5 separate regions of the Mus musculus genome follow, and regions 1, 2, 3 and 4 are each linked to region 5. The links are chromatin contacts, called in public HiChIP or PLAC-seq and promoter capture Hi-C maps. All regions are on one chromosome and are shown on one strand. Each heading gives the region's core, a stretch centred on a gene start, on an enhancer-like site or on the middle of the called end of the contact. The rest is flanking DNA. Distances are from core to core; before and after follow the strand shown.

Region 1 (2,752 bases), core at 196-2,695, 550 kb after region 5:
GGGTTCCCAGAACAGGTGTTCTCAGGCAGCGCTCCTCTCCCACATTAACCCTTCCCTCAGGAAGATCAGGGGTTAGCACTGGCTGCTGATCTTGCTGGGCATGGGTAGACTCCAGGTGTGCCAGCTGGCCCAGTATTTAAGTAGCCCTGGGGTCCAGGGTGGAAAGGGGGAGGATGACGGAGGGTGGAAGGGGCGGGAGAAAAATTCCAGACCTGGTGTGACCACCGATCGGTCTACACAGAGGTCCAGTCTAAGGAGTCCAACCTGAGGAGTGTGACAGTGGGCCTCATGCCATCCTCCTGGACCCAGCAGGTGCAGCCTCAGACACCCAGACCAACCACAGTCGCCAACAGAATAGTCCGGGAGCCTTGTGTTCTCCAATCTGTCACAAACTTTCTGGCCTTGCCTGTTTCTCCTGAGACTGGAAGAATGGGACAATCCAGGGGTGGACAGTCCATACTGAGCCGGAAAACTTGGGGCTAAGGAAGGACTCCCATGTACTAGGTTCCCAGATCCACCAGGTGGCCAGGAGAAGACTGGCTCGCTAACCTCTGCTCTATTCTAAGCTGCAGGCACCCGCGCTGGGCGAGGAACAAACACTGATGTCACATGGCTCCAGCCAGGGGAAACTCCAGAGACAACAGGGACCGGGCAGTCCCGGCTGGTGGAAAGGGGGAGGATGACGGAGGGTGGAAGGGGCGGGAGAAAAATTCCAGACCTGGTGTGACCACCGATCGGGCCACTTCCTTCGCTCGGGTCCTTATTCCGCATTTGCTCCAGTGGACACTGGTGCGCACCCACTTCAAGATACACTGGGCTAGTGTCAGTCTCCAAGGAGCGCGTGCGGCCACACACACAAACACACACCCCGAAGTACACCGTGTGCACGCAGCCCGCAGAACTCAGGACGCTCCCCAAAGAACACAGCCGCACGCACGCCACCGGGAGACGTAAACAAACCGCGCACACAAGGTGCTGGGCGCGGCTCCAGGGACTGTTCTCACCGAGTCACGTACGTGCACGCCCCGCCCCCGCCCCCGCCCCGGCTTCCTCCGGGGCCCGCGCACCGCCTCCCAGCCAGCCCCTCGGAGGCCCCTCCGGGAGCTGATGTTAAGGGGGCGCCGAAGGGGCAGGAGGACCACGCGCCGCCCAGGCAGGACCCGGAGCTCACACTTCTGGAGCTCGGTCCCCGTCCCTGACGCGTCCTTACCGCTCTCCGCCAGGCCCGGCGCTCAGTGCGTGCTTGTCGCGGCTGTCGCGGTGGCGGTCCTTGGCCGCTCTCGAGCCCCACTCCTCTCCGATCGGGACCGCAGTTCACTAGGAACCCGGCTCCGCGCAGCGCCGCTCCGAGTTTTGTTATGGGGCAGGCGGCGAAGGGGGCTGGAGCCGCGCGCAGTTGTAAGGCGAGCTTCCCGGAATTACTCACGCACAGGATTCCTTTCATTCATAAAAACCCAGTCATGCAGTGACGTCACCGCCCCAGCCGCCAGCAAGCCCCAGAGCGGCCGCCTGGAGCCGAGACCCCGCCCACGCCCGAGTGAGGCGCCGCCCCCAGTAGACCCCGCTGTAGGAGCCCACAGCCAGAGCCGCCACGGTTCTCCGTGCTGGGACTGTGTCCTCTGGATGCATTCACGTGACACCTCTGGAGAACGGCGTGGGTGGAGGTGTCATTTGCTTTGCTTTACAGTTCACTGTCTGGCCTCTTCTCTCGTCGATCTACATCCTTTGTCCGGATGACCTCATCCAGTCTCGTGGTTTTAAGTGCCTTCTCTGTACCTGTGAACCGTAGGTTTGTATTTCCGAAGCCACAGCAATTGCCTACCCCTGGTCTTCACGTGGTGTCGGCTCCATATCTTCAACCCTACCTCCACTCGCCCCAGGGACGCTTTCCCTGTGGGTCGATGTGCTTGCTTGTTACTAAACTCTGATGCCTAACGTTCAGACCCCACAACTTCCAAGGTGGAAGGAGACAATGACTCCAGAAAGCTGACCTCTGATCTCTACGTACTTAGAGCGGTGGAATGGGTCCATTCACACACAGACACATAACAAATAAGTGAATTTAAGGAAAACACAAGTTATAAGAAAAAGGTGTTCAAAAAATTTACCTCTGAACTCAAGTTCTCAATTCTAGAAAATACACAATCCTGTTCACCACCCTCCCCCACCCCCCACACACCCTTTTCCTACCTTCTAGAGAGCTGAGGCTGTGCCTGGCAAATAGTAGGTGCTCAACTAATGAAGAAATCCAGTAGACCTGTATGACAGTGAGGACCCCATGTGGCTAGATCCATCGCCCACATCCTCAGCCTAGGAGAACAGGGAGCCAGGCTTCTGCATCCACACCCTACTGCCCACAGAAGTCGATCTTTTGGTAATGGCCAAGCAATGTTGTGCAATGCTGCGTTTAGCAGTGGGGTTGGCCTTCTCACACTGTCTTTCCAGTGGCAGAGTCATGAGACGCCCCGCAAAAAATGGTATCCTGGGAGAAGAGGCTTCAGAGCTCAAGTGGCTGGAGGAGAGAATGATTTGGGATCTATCACATCTTTTTATCTTTCAGTGAGATCTTTGCCCATGTCACTGATCTTTCTGGTAAGAGGGACTGGTGGGTAGAATGAAGGTGAGAGAGCTGAGGCCTCCCTGTTGGCTGTCCTGCCAGACTGCACACTGTCACCCCCTCTACCAAACTCTGAGTCACAGGATGAAACAAGGCTACCAGACCCAGGACCCGTGAAACCTCGGAGTTCTTGCT
Region 2 (2,700 bases), core at 161-2,660, 820 kb after region 5:
CAGCTGGGTAGGTGGGTGCACACTGCTAATCCCAACCCTCAGACAGCTGAATCTGTGAGGCTAGCATGCTCTATATAGTGAGTTCCGGGATAGCCAGAGCTACATAACGAGACCCCCATCTTTAAAAAACAGGAAAGGAAACTCACTTTCTAACCAAATGATGCATAGTACGCTATTTTCTTTCACCTTTAAAGACACATTAACATGCTTACTTTGTAAAACTACTCTACTGTAAGGGCCAATAAAATACATGCTGTGAGCATCGCAAGCCACTTGGTACTTACTTAATCTCAAAGTGACTAGAACATTTCGGTAAACTTCAAAAGCCTCCCCAAAGTATTTCACTTAGACTTGGTTTGAATCAAGGAAGATTTTCACACCAAGATTTCCTTCTTTGGGGCTGGAGTGTGTGGTTTAATCTCATCTCCGGCACCCAAACAACAAAGCCACAAAGCTTTTTGACCTTGGCCAGACAGCTCAGGGAGGAGGGCTGTGGGTGTGGTTCAGAGACCGTCCACAAGCATGGGGCTCTGGGTTCCACCCCAGTATAACAAATAAAATCTGCCCCAAGTAAGAAAAACCTAGCCGGGTCAGTGATGGTCCTCTTCTGACGTGGGCAGGTAGACCACAAAAAAGGCCTGGTTTAATTAGACTCTTCACAACCCTACCAATCAGACCTAATGGCCGACTCCACCACTCCATTAGGACGCAGTTTTTAACAGGTCCCTGTTGGGAGTCAACGCTGAGATGGTCAAAGAAAAAAGTGCCAATCCTTGGAAGGCAAGAGACAGCCGGGCAAACTGAGAGCCTCACCTGTGTGCATATCATAGTCGCCCGGGTAGGCGTAGGGATCATAAGCAGCCTGCAAGGAAAGAGACAAAGTTAGGGAGACACGCCAAATGGGGACTCCAAAAATGCTCGTCCTCGGGCCTCCATGTCAAGCAGGAGGCAAAACATACTACTCAGATAAGACTGACAGTCGCTACCTCGGAGGGCTTCACATGTGTGAGAGAAAAGGGACCCCGGGCAAGCACAAAACACGCTTACAGGTGCAACAAGACAAGAAAAACACAGTAATAGCCCCGTCTGAAGCAGACGCCATGAGAGCCAAGAACTCAGCATTAAACACCCTTCAGCCCGCCTCCGACTGACTGCGACTACACGCGGGGACATACGGCCGGCAGAGGAGGGACCCGGGGAGGAGACCCGGGGCCGGGAGGGCCGGAATGATCGAGGTCCGCTTGTTCCGGCCCGATCTGGACGCCGCCTCACCTCGGGGACAGATCCCACCGAACCGGGTGCCCACCGCGGACCCCGCCACGCGCTCACCGCTTCATTACCTCAGACTCGTAGTCATCAGCGGGGTAAGACATGGCTACGGCGCTCCAGAAGCCCGTGGGAGAGAGCGGAAGAAGAACTCCGCGCCTGCTTGGCCGGACCGGAAGTCCCGCCCAGCCCAACCTGCCCGAAAGCCTTTCCGGGGTCGCCGGGGAAGCGAAGTAGCTCTGATTGGAAGGACGGAGTTCCTAAACTATCAGAGTTCCTTCCTCCCTGCAAAACGGGCTTTTCAAAGGACATTATTGTGGAGTATGGTGTGCACGCAGAAGTAGGGGCGGGCAAGCGATAAAGGGGAAGAATGCCTAGACCCTGTTGACTCACATCTGCCATCTCAAGGATGGCGGAGGCAGGAGACTGCAACAAATTCGAGGATAACCAAAGTTAGTTATTTCCAGGCCAATCTGATTATAAAGCGGGGTCTCCAAAACAACAACAACAAAAATAAAGAGAAATCAGAAGAAAACGGTACAGAGACGATGACAAGTGACCTGCTAAGATGTAGCGTTCCTGACCTTAGATTTAGGTGTAAACGGTTTTGCCTGCAGCGAGAAATTTCTCCCCCACACCACCACCACCAAAAAAAAAAAAAAAAAAAAAAAAAAAATCAACCTGAGAACACTCAGGATGACCAAACTGGTGAAGGCCCTTGACACCAAGCCTAACGACCTGAGTTCGATGTGGGAGACCCACATGGTGGAAGGCGAGAACCAATCCCTGAACAGCTGATTTGCCTTACCTTTTGGGCACCTGCATCCTTGTCTCCGGGTCACAACAATCTCTGCTTATTACAGCCAGGTACACAACTCTGGGCTTCGGCACTCATGCTTACCTCTGACCAGACTTTAGTACAAATGACCCCGGTATCACTGCCTGGCTCTCTGTTGAAGACAGGAGTTTGCTGGACGAGTGTTGCTAATCAACGCCCTCTACTCAAAGCGTCCTATTTAGAACTGCCATTCTCCCCCCTGGCTCCTTAAGCCCTAGACTCCTTAAAGTCGTTCCTTTTGTTTGCCTGTCTGGTTGCTTTGGTTTATTTAAGCAAGAAAGAATTAGGGTTTAATAAAGACCTTACTTTTAAGATTATTTATTCCTCTGTATGAGTGAATTATGCACACAGGGCATCAATCCTCTGGAGTTACAGCTGATTTTTCAAAAATCAGCCAGCTGTACCCCTGGCTGTCCTGGAACTCAGTCTGTAGACCAGACTGCCCTTGAACTCAAGAGATCCACCTGCCTCTGCCCCCTGCTTACTGGGATTAAAGGCTTGCATAGCTACCTCCCTGCTCATTTGGTTTTAGACAGGATCTTTCTATTATGTAATTCTGGGTGTCCTAGGGTCTATTATGTAGACCAGGATGACCT
Region 3 (2,700 bases), core at 22-2,521, 980 kb after region 5:
TGGATGGATGGGGGGTCCCCAAAGGCCAAGTCAGGTTCCCCTGCTCTATGCTGTGTGTTCCCTGGCAGCTCACCTCCCTTAAGTACCAATTTCTTTAACTGTGAAATGGGCCAAAACTCTTATTTTTGAACTAATCTGGAAAGGAAATGAAGGCACCATTAAGGAGCTTCAGGAAGCTATTAATAAACTAGAGGGCTGGGTTCAAAAGCCTGGGGATAACCGACATGGTAAAGAACCCCACTGGAAACCAGGTTCCGAGGTTATGTAACTCACAGGGTTAACCAAACAGGGCCAGAACTGGAACTGAGGTCAAGCTCCACTACCTTCCAGTCTCCCCACTGGCCTAAGGTCAAGCTCCACTACCCCCTAGTTTCCCCACTACCCTGATTCTGGATGCGCGGATCCAGCTCTCCACCGGCATCATCCTTCCAGACCGCTTCGACAAACCCTCCTGCAAAGTGGGTGGGGCCAATGACAAAAGCCCAAGAGGCCGGTTCCAAATCTGTATCCCACCTGCAATTCCCTGAGCTACAGTGAGCCTAAGGTGGCTCGTGTGTCAAACTGGTCCTCGGCCACTATCCGACAGGCGGCAGCTGCAGGAATTCCGAAAAGCGCGTCAGGTCCCAGCACACATCCCCGCGCCCAGTCCCGTGCTCACCGGGGGTCCGGCTTCCGTCGCTGAGCGGGTGCCAAGGGTCGCGATCGGTGGCCACGAGCAGGCAGTCGGGGTCGCGCAGGTGCGCGCACGCCTCGGTCAACCTGGAGAAGGAAAACTGCTCGTCGTAGCCTACGAGCACGGCGCGCACGCGCGGGTCCTCGCCGGGGTCCCCCGCCAGGCGCAGCCCCGCGGCGCGCAGCTCAGCGCGCAGCCCCTCGCCTCCCAGCACGAACACTGCGCCCGATGCGTCGGGCGGCCCGGACAGCCGCTGGCGCAGGAGGCGCGCGGCACACAGCGCGGAGCTGAAGAGCTGCTCGGCGCGCAGCCCCGCGAAGCCCAGGCGGGCGAAGCGCAGCGCCAGCTCGGGCCGCGCGCGCCGGCTGTTGTTGCTCACGAACAGCGTGTTCTTGCCGGCCCGCGCCAGCCGCTGCAGCAGCTCAGGGGCGCCCGGCACGATGCGTTCGCCGTTCCACAGCACTCCGTCGCAGTCGAACAGGACTCCCTGCGCCTGGCCCAGCACGTCGCGCAGGGCCGCGCCGCGCAGCCGCTCGCAGCGCGCCATGCAGCCGGCTGGCCGCTCGCACGCGCGCGCTGCGCTCCCTCCGTGGACAAGGGGCAGCTTCACCAATTGGCGCGCAGAACGGGGAGGAGGCGGGGCTACGAACACAGGCTTCAGCCAATAGCGACTAGAATTTAGTCGAAGGTGCTGGCCGATCCCGAAGGAGCTCGGAGAAAGGGGCGGGACCGCGGGCGCCACTAGAAGGAGGCGACCAATGAAGAGACAGCCTGGTCTGCAGCGAATCGCCGTGCGCTTCCCAGCCAATTAAAAACGTAGGCCAGATGGTTGCTAGGAGAAAAACAGAGGCTGAGAGAGATGTTGTCTTCGGGCCACATCTTGTTGCCCTCGGAACCATTGAGGCTCATTAGAAACATGTGGATGTGATGGAGCCAGGGCTCCATCACCCGTGACTTCGCAAGCTGGCCTGGGCTCTTAGACCTGGTCAGTGATCCTTCTGGTCATCTGACTGTGCTGTGGAGTCTCCTGGGGAACTTGTTTTTTTTTTTTGTTGTTGTTGTTGTATAATTTCCGTTTAGTAAGATGTATACTTTATAGTTCGATGGCTTTAGATAAATGATTTTTAAAACACAGGTACAGGTCAGTGGAATGGTTCAGCAGATGATGGCAGTTTGCTGTCAAGGCTGAGGACCCGAGTTCCTTCTTCAGAAACCTCACGGTGGAGAGAACATACTCCTTCCAGTTGTTTTCTGACCTCCACACACACATCCACACAGATGAATGTTAAAACGTTCTAGCCGGGCGATGCGAACACATACATTTAATCCCAGCACTCAGAATCAGAGGTAGGAAGAGCTCTGATTTCCAAGCCAGCCTAGTCTACAGAGCAAGTACTAGGACCAAGGGTATTCAGAGAACCCTGTCTCAAAAAACAAAAAAACAAAACAAAAAAAAAACCCAATAAATAAATAAATAGATAATCAAACACATGGCTGTAAGACAGGAACCCAGAGATCTGATTTCATGTTTTATGTGTGTGGGGGCACTAGGCACTATTTTGATGGCCAGGCCCAATTGGTAACCCATTTTATTGATGGGGTGATCCCAACTGCCTAGGTCTCCATTTTGTAGACGGAAACCTTTTAATCTGTCAAGCCTTTGAATAACCAGTAATTCAAAGTATGGGGACCAGGGATGAACAGGGATCTGTACTGTCACAATATTTTGGTTCTAAGCAGAACTGTAGCTGTCTAACCCAGAGCAACTGAAGGGAAGAGACCGAAGAAAAACCGTGCCTTTGAGGCCCAACTATTTTCTGTTCTTTGTGCCTTTTGTAATGGGTTTCTTAGCCTAGAAGACCATAGACAGCATGCCCCTGCCTCCACTCGGTTACTAAATTGGGCTTCCAGATGCACTGACCCACTTCTGCCAGCCCACTCCCAAAAGACCCTCAGGTGTAGAGCTGAAAGGAGCGTTAGCCTGGGACTACACAGAGCAACTCAGGGAAGGCCATGGATAGCTCAAT
Region 4 (2,700 bases), core at 67-2,566, 910 kb before region 5:
TGACCTTAACTAAAACAGTGTTTTTAAATTTGAAATTTGTGTGTGTTGATACAAAGTTTGCCTTTTCACAAAAAATGTAAAAGATTAGACTCTCATTTTAAGTTTCCCGACAGGCTAAGCCAAACAGTGTTCAGAGTAGTGCTTACCCTGTGAAAGGTTCTGTGCTGGGGAAGCCATTTTGGATATTTTTAAAGTGTACAGCACCACAAACAACCTGCTTTACTTTGCATAACCCTGCAGTAGCTACTTCGGCATCCACTGTGATAGCAACATGTGGCTAGTGCCACTCAAACTTAACTTAGCACAAACACTGAGAGTTCTCTGCATTACTGGACAAACTTCATATGCTTGGAAAAGACTTGTGCACACAAACTTACTTCTTCATGAGAAAGTAGTCAGTTTTACAGAATATAAATACAAACCAAAGATTTCCAATGAAAATGTTATGTCAAACTACAGTGTTCTAACTGTTAAGTATACACCAGATTTCAGACTCAATATGAAAGTAAAATACTTCTCTAGCTGTAGATCAATTACACAATTACTGATAATATTTTACACATACCCAGTTAAATAAAACACCGTTCAAAATAACTTCATCCTTACAAGGTTTGTTTTCTATTTCCCCTGAACTGTGCTGGCATCATCTAATGATTCCCCTGGTGTGCCTGCTGGAGCTCCTCTCAACACCAGCTCGGGAATAGCGCCATTACCAGATACCTTCTTTCCTGCCCAGCACCTGAAACTGCTGGTCACGCCTGCAATGAACTGAAAAGTCCTTCCCTCATCCTTGGTGTCTGTGACTAACTCTACCTTTCTTTTAATTCTTCCCGGGTCTTCTTTCTCTTCCTGTCCCCATTCTCATTTTCTTCTATTGTGTAGAGTCCCGGTGACCTCATCCACCCCTAGGCATCCACTATCACTTCAACAGGAAGCTGTCCTACTATCTCCATTCTGACCTCATTCCAGGCTGCAGCTCCACAGAGCCAGTTTTCTGCCCAACAGTTCTACCTGAAGAACTCTGTATGTATGAGTAGAAGTCATATGCAGAGGACTCCATGCTATGCACCTAGAAAACCTAGCATCTGCTCTTTTGTAGTCCAAAGTCAGCCTCACTCAGAGCAAGGTCTTTTCACCACAGTCCTTGCACCAAACTCATTTTTTAAAAAAGTTTTTCTAAGACAGGATTTCTCTGTGCCGACCAAGCTGACCTCAAATTCACAGAGATGTACTTGGCTCTGCCTCCTGAGTTCTGGGATTAAAGGAGTGCGCTACCACTGCCTGGTTCTACTCTAATTGGCCTGCTGGACTCTGAACCCCTTAACACTCGGCAACTCTGTTTACACTGTCTCCAAGCTTACAGACCTCCATTCGTGGCCTAACATGGATGTGAACCACTCACAGAAGGCACCCGGTTCCTCCTCACCTCACTAACTTTTCTTGGACAGTCCTGCTCCTTTCCCTCAAGCTAGAATGCCCAGCCTTCAGAGTTCCCTGAGCCCAATTCTGCCCAATCTTTAGGCCCTGCCTATATGCCAAGTCTTCACAGAGCATTTCCTGATCAATCAATCCAGCTCAAACCAATGTTTCTCTTCTCCAAATGCCCTTGGCCACCAGGAATGGGGATACATAGAGAAATCGTGCCTTGAAAAACAAAACAAAATAAACCCTGGTAATAGAACTATATAGTTTTTAATCATTTCCCCCTCCCCCATTAAGAAAGGAAAGGGTTTTACTGTGTAGCCCTGGCTATCCTAGAACTCACTCTGCAGACCAAGCTGTCCTCAAACTCTAAGATCCACCTGCCCCTGCCTTGGGTTAAAGGTATGTGCCACCACTTCCTGGCTGGCTTTTATCTTCTTTATAAAACAATGTTTCCTACCACCGCTGCCCCTTATACTACATACAATGGGTAAGCCATCTTTGGACACCTTACCAGGAAAACTAATTTAAGGAGAATTTTGAAAACTTGAAACTACAATGAATTTTTAAATCTATCCCAGACTAGGTCTCTAACTTCTGCAGATCTTTATTTGAAAGTCACAATATTCAATAACTCCAAACTAAACTCATGGCGTGAGCCCCACATCTGCCTCTCATCTAAATGGCCTGACTCAGTGAGGGTACTCACTATTCCCCAGCCCAGAGGCTGTGACGGCTTCCCAAATGTCCCTGGGAATCATCTACTCCTAACTTTGCGGACAATTCTGGCTAACACCACCTGAGAACACTATTGTATCAAGTGGTCAGAATGGTCACATATTCTACCCTCTCAACCATACCCCAAATCCAATCTAAACAAGTGACATTGCTGCATAAACCTTTTCCAAGTGCTCTGAGGAAAAAGACTTCTCTGATGGCTGACAGACTCCACGGCTTCCTGCCAAGGTTTAAACTTTCATTCTCTATTTCCCAGATCATCTCTTTCCTTAAGCACAATTACACCCCAACAATAATGACCACATATGATACAATGAAGCTCCCCAAATACATCACTGTCTGCTCTTGCTGCAGGCAGGGCCTTTGTACAAGCTGACTTCCATTTGGGTTGGGTGATCTTCCTTAGTAATTGAGCGACATCCTGAACCGGCCAGCTTCCTCACATTATATTCTATTTTCTAATTCAGCAATAGTGCCTAGAGAAAATGGTCATATCACATTTTTGTTTTTTATTAAAACATACTGTTAAACACATGAAAC
Region 5 (2,851 bases), core at 292-2,791:
CGAGGGTCCCCCCAAATAGACAGGGAAAGCCCAAGCCTGTAACTATAGTCTTTAAGGAGCAGAAACAAGAAGATTATGCCAAGGTCGAGTCCTACTTGAACTATATAGTGAGTGCCAGGCTAGCCAGGGCTTCATAGTAAAATCCTGTCGGGGCTGGGGTGGGGGAGGGTGGGAGAGGGAGACAAGAATGTAAAGAACAGCAACAACAACAACACAGCCAAACTACCACCACCATCACAATAAAATTCCACAATATAATAACAACCAAAAATCAGGAGACAGGGGGCTGGTGAGATGGCTCAGTGGGTAGGAGCACCTGACTGCTCTTCTGAAGGTCAGGAGTTCAAGTCCCAGCAACCACATGGTGGCTCATAACCATCCGTAACGAGATCTGACTCCCTCTTCTGGAGTGTCTGAGGACAGCTACAGTGTACTTACAATAAATAAATCTTAAAAAAAAAAAAAAAAATCAGGAGACAGAGTCTGGATCCCTTCCCTCAAAGCTGGCTAGGTATTAGTGGCCTGGGAGGACCCCAGGCTGGACCCTTTCCCTCATAGCCAGCAGCCTGTAGAAAAGAGCTGGAAAAATCAGACGTCTATCAAGCCTTGGTCAGAAGAATGGGATCGGAGGCTTATCTCTGACTCTGGAAGGAGAGGTGACATCTGGGACTGGTTACAAGGCCACACCCAGGGGACAAGGCTATTAACAGATAATTGCTGATAACTGGCTTCAGGAGCCCTAATCCTGGAGACAGACAGCTGGCCAGGGGCTTTCTGTTGAAGACTGAAGACATGCTATTCTGTGATATGACTGTCGCCTCTCTCTATACAGGTCTATCCATCACTGGACAGGACAAAGTTGCTCAGGGTGAGGTGAATTGGTTCGAAAGACGGGCCAGGGAGATGGTTCAGCGGGTAAAAGTATTAGCTTTGAAGTTAAAGCCTGCATTTCCACCACACCCACGCATGCACGCACCACTTGCAGCTGGGCTGCCCACGGGACAGTGGCCTCCACCGACATCACAGGCACCAGGAGAAGGGACAAAAATCAGAATGTCACCCAAGGGAGTAGGCAGTATAACTTTCTTCTTATATGTAGGTTTAAAATACACTCACATCTCTCTCTTTCTTTTTTTTTTTCTTTTGTTTTTTTCGAGACAGGGTTTCTCTGTGTAGTCCTGGCTGTCCTGGAACTCACTTTGTAGGCTGGCCTTGAACTCAGAAATCCGACTGCCTCTGCCTCCCGAGTGCTGGGATTAAAGGCGTGCGCCACCACACCCGGCCACTCACATCTCTTGCCATTGGGCATGTATACATATGTGTATGTGTTCTGAATTAATATGTGCATGTCTGGGGGTCAGGAGAAGGCCTTGGATTCCCAGAAGCTGTAGTTATAGGTGGTTGTGAGCCATACCATGTGTTTGCTGGTAGCAGTTGGTCCTCTGTGGAAGGTGACAAAGGTTCTTAACTGCTGAGCCATCTCTCTCCAGTGCCAACCCCGCCCCCTATTATTTCTCTTTTTCTCTTAGCTGACTGGTGTGGTTCCGAGAAGTCTCCACAAGCATCCAGGCAATGGGTGTGTTAGGGGAATTTCTCTTTACCCTTTCCCTTTCCCAGCTCAGAGTGGCTACTTCTGGAAAGGTGGTTCACATTGCCTTAGAGAGTGGTCCCCTCTTCTCCCAGTATCCCCTGAGGTTGGGTTAAAACAGCACGGATATTCTAGGACATCTATCGAAAGTTCTCCATACATGGTCGTCCAAAGTCTGCTTCCATGGATTTCTCTTTAAAATTTGAAGCCCAGACCAGCCTAGCCCTGGATCAGCATGAAGACCCAAAGGCGAGTAACCCCAGACTGAGAAGTCTCAACAGGAAGAAATATGGGTGACGTGGAGAGGGGTACAGGGTGGCCAGTTTAGAAGCAGCTATAAGGTAACCGAAGCGGCTCAGAACAAGGACCCTCGAGGGGAGTGGGAGCTACGGAGTATCCTGGAGAATGTGAGAGAGGAATCGGGAGCTGGGGACCTAGAGGAGAGGCTCGGTATACAGCAAAATGGGGGCCACCAGGAAGAGACTGCAGTGAAAATTTTGGAGGAGCGGGGCCAGCGGTACCTGATCGGTGAATAGCATTTGCGATGGCTGCATCCCAGACAGAATGGTCCCATCCCAGCTCTGGGCCCCAGGCGCTGGGGTTGCATTTTCTGTGAGCAGGCTATGGAAGACCCCCAGAAGTGAAACTGACCTCCCGGGCCAAGTGAATGCAGGCCCCACCTTCTTCCTGCATCAGCTCCCGGAATGGGAGGGCTCTAGGCGATCAAGCCCAGAAGGCTCCTGCCCACCTCTTTGTCCCTTGGCTTGGCAGAGACCTGCTCCTCTGTACAGCGGCCCGCGGGGATCGCAAAGAGAAAGGGAAACTAACTGATGGTAGAGAGAAGCTGATGCCGACCGCGGTGAGGGTAGGACAGACGCCCCAAGGGTGGCCCCAGGCGTCTCCATCCAACCTGCCTAGACCATCCTGTGCCGAGCTTGCAGCCAAAGCTGCCAGTTGAACCAAGGGTTTGACTCTGTAGGTGTTAAGGAGTGGGGACCCTTACATTTTCTCCCTTCGGCTTAGGAGGGGAGGGGACAGCCTGGCTTCGCATTTCTAATTGTGGCTTGGATTTTGGCACCCTTCACCTCTAATTTCCCAACTGCCCCAGGTGTGGAGCTAGACTGAGATCAACGGGGAGCACAAAAATGGATCATTGATGGCTCCGAATCAGCCAGCAGCAGGTGGCCGAGCTGGTATCAGAGCCCGTCATCCAAGCTTGTTTCCCTGCAGATGAGGGAGACCGAAATGAGTTTACTGTTCTCA

Evidence for each region. Promoter capture Hi-C pulls out the DNA fragments that hold promoters and counts their contacts. HiChIP or PLAC-seq counts read pairs in DNA pulled down with a chosen protein or histone mark.
Region 1: a contact with region 5 is called in an H3K4me3 HiChIP or PLAC-seq map of bone marrow-derived macrophages, with 5 times the contacts expected there. The contact joins the promoter of Maff here to the promoter of D730005E14Rik in region 5. A contact is called at or near these places in 1 of 39 promoter capture datasets (hippocampal neurons), 1 of 484 Hi-C or Micro-C datasets (B cells) and 5 of 115 datasets of contacts at active chromatin or transcription factors (bone marrow-derived macrophages, effector CD8 T cells, memory CD8 T cells and 2 more).
Region 2: a contact with region 5 is called in a promoter capture Hi-C map of pre-B cells, with 2.3 times the contacts expected there. The contact joins the promoter of Eif3l here to the promoter of D730005E14Rik in region 5. A contact is called at or near these places in 4 of 39 promoter capture datasets (the C10 cell line, hippocampal neurons, liver and 1 more) and 2 of 115 datasets of contacts at active chromatin or transcription factors (bone marrow-derived dendritic cells and memory CD8 T cells).
Region 3: an H3K4me3 HiChIP or PLAC-seq map of bone marrow-derived macrophages shows a contact between it and region 5, with 2.3 times the contacts expected there. The contact joins the promoter of Pdxp here to the promoter of D730005E14Rik in region 5. A contact is called at or near these places in 2 of 115 datasets of contacts at active chromatin or transcription factors (bone marrow-derived macrophages and pancreatic cancer cells).
Region 4: a promoter capture Hi-C map of liver shows a contact between it and region 5, with 2.2 times the contacts expected there. The contact joins the enhancer-like site here to the promoter of D730005E14Rik in region 5. A contact is called at or near these places in 4 of 39 promoter capture datasets (cranial neural crest, liver and pre-B cells), 2 of 115 datasets of contacts at active chromatin or transcription factors (pancreatic cancer cells and regulatory T cell precursor) and 1 of 9 other capture datasets (adipose tissue).

What each region holds. Positions count from the first base shown.
Region 1 is chr15:79,346,213-79,348,964 of GRCm38.p6, reverse strand. Maff (v-maf musculoaponeurotic fibrosarcoma oncogene family, protein F (avian)) reads right to left here and starts at 1,445. Exons shown (of 3, transcript NM_010755.4): 1 at 1,211-1,445.
Region 2 is chr15:79,073,933-79,076,632 of GRCm38.p6, reverse strand. Eif3l (eukaryotic translation initiation factor 3, subunit L) reads right to left here and starts at 1,410. Exons shown (of 13, transcript NM_145139.2): 1 at 1,341-1,410; 2 at 814-862. The coding sequence starts at 1,373.
Region 3 is chr15:78,912,490-78,915,189 of GRCm38.p6, reverse strand. It overlaps Pdxp (pyridoxal (pyridoxine, vitamin B6) phosphatase), which reads right to left and starts at 1,271. Exons shown (of 2, transcript NM_020271.3): 1 at 659-1,271. The coding sequence starts at 1,220. The region is part of intron 5 of Gm30368 (a long non-coding RNA gene); the gene reads left to right.
Region 4 is chr15:80,805,992-80,808,691 of GRCm38.p6, reverse strand. All of the region lies in intron 4 of Tnrc6b (trinucleotide repeat containing 6b), which reads right to left. Among named protein-coding and RNA genes, the nearest start is that of Tnrc6b, 96 kb to the right of the region's middle. Within about 2 kb of position 1,316, at least 30 of the 459 cell types and tissues checked have an H3K27ac peak or open chromatin away from gene starts, as enhancers often do. A contact at or near this core is called in liver, where this site is marked.
Region 5 is chr15:79,891,828-79,894,678 of GRCm38.p6, reverse strand. D730005E14Rik (RIKEN cDNA D730005E14 gene) reads left to right here and starts at 1,541. Exons shown (of 1, transcript NR_030675.1): 1 at 1,541-2,851. Apobec3 (apolipoprotein B mRNA editing enzyme, catalytic polypeptide 3) reads right to left here and starts at 2,271. Exons shown (of 8, transcript NM_030255.3): 1 at 2,110-2,271. The coding sequence starts at 2,162.